Regions from separate parts of the Delphinus delphis genome. Here region 2 is linked to region 1. A link is a contact called in public Hi-C data. All regions are on one chromosome and are shown on one strand. The core of a region is the stretch at or near the end of the contact, and the rest is flanking DNA. Distances in the headings are between cores, read along the strand shown.

The links. A called contact is a pair of places that touch in the nucleus more often than the background predicts.
Region 2: a Hi-C map of lung shows a contact between it and region 1, with 2.8 times the contacts expected there. The contact joins the promoter of SIK2 here to the promoter of PPP2R1B in region 1. A contact is called at or near these places in 3 of 3 Hi-C or Micro-C datasets (lung and muscle).

The regions. Positions count from the first base shown.
Region 1 is chr8:22,255,921-22,258,962 of mDelDel1.2, reverse strand. PPP2R1B (protein phosphatase 2 scaffold subunit Abeta) reads right to left here and starts at 1,262. Exons shown (of 16, transcript XM_060017981.1): 1 at 1,140-1,262. The coding sequence starts at 1,253.
Region 2 is chr8:22,421,438-22,424,418 of mDelDel1.2, reverse strand. SIK2 (salt inducible kinase 2) reads left to right here and starts at 1,638. Exons shown (of 15, transcript XM_060017977.1): 1 at 1,638-1,880. The coding sequence starts at 1,746.

The DNA.
Region 1 (3,042 bases), core at 13-2,512:
TCAAGAAACAGTTGTGATTTAGACCAAAAGACAGTAGTTGCATGCTTCCCTGGTGGCGCAGTGGTTAAGAATCTGCCCGCCAATGTAGGGGACACGGGTTCGAGCCCTGGTCAGGGAAGATCCCACATGCCGCGGAACAACTAAGCCCGTGCGCCACAACTACTGAGCCTGCACTCTAGAGCCCTTGAGCCACAACTACTGAAGTCCCCGTGCCTAGAGCCCGTGCTCCGCAACATGAGAAGCCCGCGATTAAGCCCGTGGGCAGCAATGAAGACCCAACGCAGCCAAAAATAAATAAAATAATTTTTTTTAAAATGTGAATCATTTAAAAAAAATTAATAAAAAAAAGACAGCAGTTGCAAACAGGTGAGATAATAACATACAGGTAAGAATGAAGAAAACCTTTAATTTAGATTTCATTCTATGAGGAACCTCAAGAACAGTGGAACACGCCTTCATTAGCTAAAGGAAGATTTCTTAGGAGAAACACGTTGACGGGCCCATTAAACAAATGAAAGAAAATACAATATTCAGAAAAGTGAGACAATTTTAAAAAGAGAGAACTTTGGCAGTGGTGAAGCAGGTGAAACGGTTGAGTACAACCCCTGCCTTTTCAAAAAAGTTCCATCAGAGGTGATACACCGCCTCCTCTAGGTTAGCTAGCCATCCAACCTAATTTCTACCCCACAAGCCCAGCGGAAGGCAGTCATTCACCTGCACTTCACTGGGCGCCTTGGCATCCTTGCAGCCCGCTCCAGGCCCTCGCGGTTCCGCTCCGCCCTCCTCCCACTCGCTCAGCTACAGGGATGACCCGCCCAAGGCTGGACGCGGCGTTCCCACCGCCCGGCCCGGAAGGAGGGCCCAGGAGGGAAGCCGGTTCTCCCACAACCGCCCCGGACCCGGTGCGACGCCGGGCCAAAGCCTCAGCCGGCCGGGACAAGGGGTGCTGGAGAGGTTCCCGGCCCGTCGGGTCGAGCCACCAGAATCCCTCACGGATCTCTCCCCTCCTCCCTGTCAAGTTTCTGCTCCGAGTCCCAGCTTTTAATCCCCGGGCCTCCCCTGCCCCGGGGCGGGCCTTCCCCCTTCCCTACCACGCGCCCGGCCGAGCCCGCCTCCGCTCCCCGGCCCGACTCCAGTACCTGCACGTCCTCATTGCGCAGCTCGTCGATTAATACCGCGATTGGGTAGAGCGAATCGTCTCCATCTCCGCCCGCTGCCCCCTGGCCCATGCGGGACCCCGCCACGCCCGCCATGTTCTTTCTCCTCCGCTTGGTCGCCACCGCCCGCTTCGCGCCCAGGCCCCGCCCCGCGCCCAGGCCCCGCCCCGCGCCCGGAGAGGCGGGGCTAAGACCCAGGCTCGGCTAGTGCTGAGGTCGGGGAACCAAGTGCCTGGCCGGCCGGTGGAGGCCCCATCCCGGACCCCGTTGCCGGCGGTGCACGTCTGAACTCCAAAGGACAGGTGGGCTGAGAAAGCGAAAGGAGACCGCGTGTCCTTTCCCCAGGCAAAAGAAATAGGGGCGGGGATTCGTCCTGCTCATGATGATCTGAAGGCGTCGGGGACTTACCTGAGTGAACCAGGCTGTGCCCTCTTAGGACTCAGGCGGACCAACGAGGATGCCCAAGGACAGGAGGAAAAAAGATTTAGCGCCTCTCCTGACTTCCTCCTGGCCCTGAGCCATTTGGGTCTCCAGTCCTAATTTCCCCGCTATCCTCAAGCTTCCACAAAACCCCTCCACCTCTTCCTCCGGCCTGTGCGCCAGAATTGTATCTGGCTCCTGCCCCGTAAGACAAATAACGCGGGCGGTGAGAGAAAATGAACAGCGCTATCCAAACTCCCCAGTCAATATTTTTTCCGCTTTCTCCATGCAAGCTGTTAAAAACATGTTGCTCTCTTGTTTTTGTTTCTTTTCAGTTTGGTACTGGAATGGTGCCTTCTGTTGTATTTTCTTCCTCCCATTTTTTAGGTCTTTAGCATGCTAGAAGTACAACAATCAAGCAAAACTAGGGCAAGCTTTAATCCTTCCAAATTGGGTGGCATGGCTACTTTGCTTGTACAAGAAAGGCTAAACTGACCTCTCTAGAACTCCAGGAGTCCTCAAAGGCAGCAGTGGCAGGAGGTGAGGGTATGGGAGTGCTTTCTGACAAAATTTAGTGGGAAGTTTCCATTTACCCTTGTTAGGGCAGCATGGAATAACTAGAATGTCCCTTTTTGTTTGTTTGTTTTGAACTATAAGCAGCTTGGATTGATAGCTACCTATGGTGATCACAAGCTCTGAAATGGTAATTCTATGTGTTTGATTAATAAGAAAAGTAAACTTATTAATAAATCTAATTTAGGAGACTTTTAAAAAAAAACATGGGGTTCGGGCTTCCCTGGTGGCGCAGTGGTTGAGAGTCCGCCTGCCGATGCAGGGGACACGGGTTCGTGGCCCGGTCCGGGAAGATCCCACATGCCGCGGAGCGGCTAGGCCCATGAGCCATGGCCGCTAAGCCTGCGCGTCCGGAGCCTGTGCTCCGCAATGGGAGAGGCCACAACAGTGAGAGGCCCGCGTACCGCAAAAAAAAAAACAAAAAACAAAAAAACATATGGGGTTCTTGGAAGTAAACACAGTAGATAAGGCTTTTGATCATAGTGAAAGTTTGAGAATCAATGGATCTGAACAGTAATTCTCAATTTAGGTTTGTGCATGTGTTCTCTAGGGTTTTGTCTTTTTTTTTTAATATTTATTTATTTATTTGGCTGCATCTGGTCTTAGTTGTGGCACACGGGATCTTCCTTGCAGCATGCGGGAACTTTCTTTGAGGCGCCTGGGCTTCTCTCTAGTTGTTGTGCATGGGCTCAGTAGTTGCAGCACGCGGGCTTAGTGGTTCCGCGGCATGTGGGATCTCAGTTCCTTGACCAGGGATCAAACCCACGTCCCCTGCATTGGAAGGTAGATTCTTAACCACTGGACCACCAGGGAAATCCCTAGTTTTGTTTTCATTTTGATAATTATTTTTTAGATTTGCATAAGCATATTCTGGATTATTTGGATGACTACT
Region 2 (2,981 bases), core at 389-2,888, 170 kb before region 1:
TTTTAACATCTATTGATAATTCTATCTGAGTCAATTACTACTATATGGTTGAAAAATGGTGATTTCCTAATTTCATCATTTCTTGTATGTATATTAGTTGACATTCCACTATCAAGAATTGTCATTTCTTCCCCCCCCCAATACTTATTTAACATTGTAAGAACAAGTAAGCTCCCATGGATTCTTTTTTTTTAAATTCATTGTTATAATCCATTTCCATCATTATTCATTCGTGATGCTCAAATTGTCCCAGATGGATAAGTAGAGTTACCTTCAAACTGGCTCCTGTTTCCTTTTTTTTTTTTTTTTTTTTTTGCGGTACGCGGGCCTCTTACTGTTGTGGCCTCTCCCGTTGCGGAGCACAGGCTCCGGACGCGCAGACTCAGCGGCCATGGCCCACGGGCCTAGCCGCTCCGCGGCATGTGGGATCTACCCGGACCAGGGCACGAACCCGTGTCCCCTGCATCGGCAGGCAGACTCTCAACCACTGCGCCACCAAGGAAGCCCTCCTGTTTCCTTTTGACACATCCTCATCATTCTTTGAAAATCTTGCTTTATGGGACAAGATTTTCAAGGGCATTTTATACTTTCCCTCCCTCTGTCTGGGAATCAGCCATTTCTCCAGAGTCTGGTTCTTTTTATTGGAGACTGGCATTTAGAAACCAAGGTCTAAGGACACATAATATGTTTCAAAATATTAAAATAACACTATCTGTTTCCTTGGGTCACCATATGGAAGATTGGTGTGGCGATATGCAATCCTGATTCTAGCATTACCTGTGTGACTTTGGCAATTCCCTGCATTCCCTGGGGTTGACTCCTCATCTGAAAAGAAATTGGATTAAATAAGTATTTCTTAACCTTTTCCCGGTCACCAACATGTTTGAGAATCTGATAAAACTATAGTCCCATCTCCCCAGAGGCAAGCTCAAAGAGGCAAAAAATTGCACACATTTTAGGGGGTTCGGTCTCCAAAGCCCATTTGAGGCTTCAAATCCCTGGATTAGGTGATCTCCAAGGTCTCATCAACGCTGACATTCTGTGAGTCTACAAGCGCCCGCGATGCTGTCAGAATGATTCTTAAGAGACATCAAATTTGGAGGGATTTATATAGAAACAGATGAAAAAGGATACAAAGAAAGGAGCCTGTGAGCAATGCATTGCTCAGCCACAGTTCTTTGCCCTTTCCAAATTTAGGACGCACAGTAGTCATAGGTGAGAGGTTTTGGCGGGAAGGTCCCCGGGTGGGCGGGGAACGCCGGGGTGGGGTAAGGAGACCCGAGCCAGACCCAGGTTTCTGCAGCCCTCCGCTCCGCCCACCAGGGCTCGCTCTTGCCCTTCGGCTGGGTGGCCGAGGATCTGGGCGGGCCGGGCTGCTATCCCGCCCCTGGCAGCGGCGAGGCAACGGGGAGCATGGAGGGCGCCGGAGCCCGGAAGAAACGCGCCGTCCAGGCCCCGCCCATCTGCCCTCCCTCACACCCGCCCGCCCGCGGACGTCCGCGGTGCTCCGGTCGCCATGGTGACCAATCGAGGCCCAGTCCCGCCCCCGCCCCTCTTCCCCGGCCCCCTGACGTCGGCGCACGTCAGCGGCGGCGCGCGCCTGGCTGGGCCCTGCGGAGCGGGAGGGACTGAGCGAAGGAGTGAGCGGAGCGGCCGTCGCCCGAGCGGAGCTGAGCAGCCAGCCAGCCTGCCCGCCGCCCTCCAGCCCGCGCTCCAGTCCGCAGTGTCTAGCAGCGGGGCCCAGCATGGTCATGGCGGATGGCCCGAGGCACTTGCAGCGCGGGCCGGTCCGGGTGGGGTTCTACGAAATCGAGGGCACGCTGGGGAAAGGCAACTTCGCCGTGGTGAAGCTGGGGCGACACCGGATCACCAGGACGGAGGTGCGGCCCGGGGCTCGGCGGGAGCGTCCGAGGCGAGGGTTCTGGAGAGGAGCTTGACCGAGAGGGGCGGCCGCAGCGGGGGCCTGGGGAGATCCGAGAGGCCGGGTCACTAGCTGAAGCGAGAGGGCCTGGGAGTATGAGGACCCAGGAGGTCCAGGGGTCGGTGAGCGCCGCAGCGACCGGGGCCGCGTCACCCGGACCCCAGTGTCGTCCGATTGGAAGCCCGACCAGCAGGGGCTTTGCCTTTCCTAGGCCACCACCGTGGCCACACGGAATTTCACCCAGAGCCTCCCACCCGAGCCGTGACCTGGTCTGTGGCCTCCGCTCTGGAGCCCAAGTTCCGCGTCTTCCCTGCTTTCAGCTGGGGGTGGGGTGGGAGGGGAAGTCTCCGTGCTCCTGGGCTGCGCGGTGAGAGACGTTGCCAGCCCCGAGGAGGGGACCGCCTGTGCTCGGACTCCCGGGACTGGGCTTCGCGCGGCTCCCGGGATCCCGGCGCCCCTCCCCCGCGCGAGGAAGGGGCCACTGGCCGGGAATGCCCGGGCCGCCACTGTCCATCTTCTCTTTCTCTTTTTGCCGGACAGTATCTCTGACTTAGTGTCAGGCTAGTTTGATCTCGTGCCTGAGGCATTTCCACCTATTACTCCAGACAATAGAGCTGGTTAAAATGGTCATCTCTGCATTTGCACAGTTGGTGGGTTGGTCTTTCTTATCCTAGGTTATCCCTTTACCAGGTGTGCATTCTGGCTGTGAGTACGCGTTCCTTAAGCCGCAGCATATTCTGCCTCTCTACTCATAAAGCCCTCGACTGCTTCCTGACGGTGAAGCTAGCATCCCCCCCTCCATTGCACATTCTAATGCACCGCACATATTTTCTCGCAAGTCTCTGTTCTTACCTAACCCGCCCCCCCTTCCTTTCACCGCTTCGAGCTGCTCTCCTCAGGGTCTCTATTTTAAGACGTGCAAATTAAATACTTTAGAAAAACGGTAGAAACAAAACCGTTCTTTAGAATAAAACCTTGTGTTTTTGACGTACTCTACTGTGCCTCATTGTAGTTGTTCTGGAGTCTCACCCTTTTTCAGTTTTTTTCTTTCTTCCAGTTT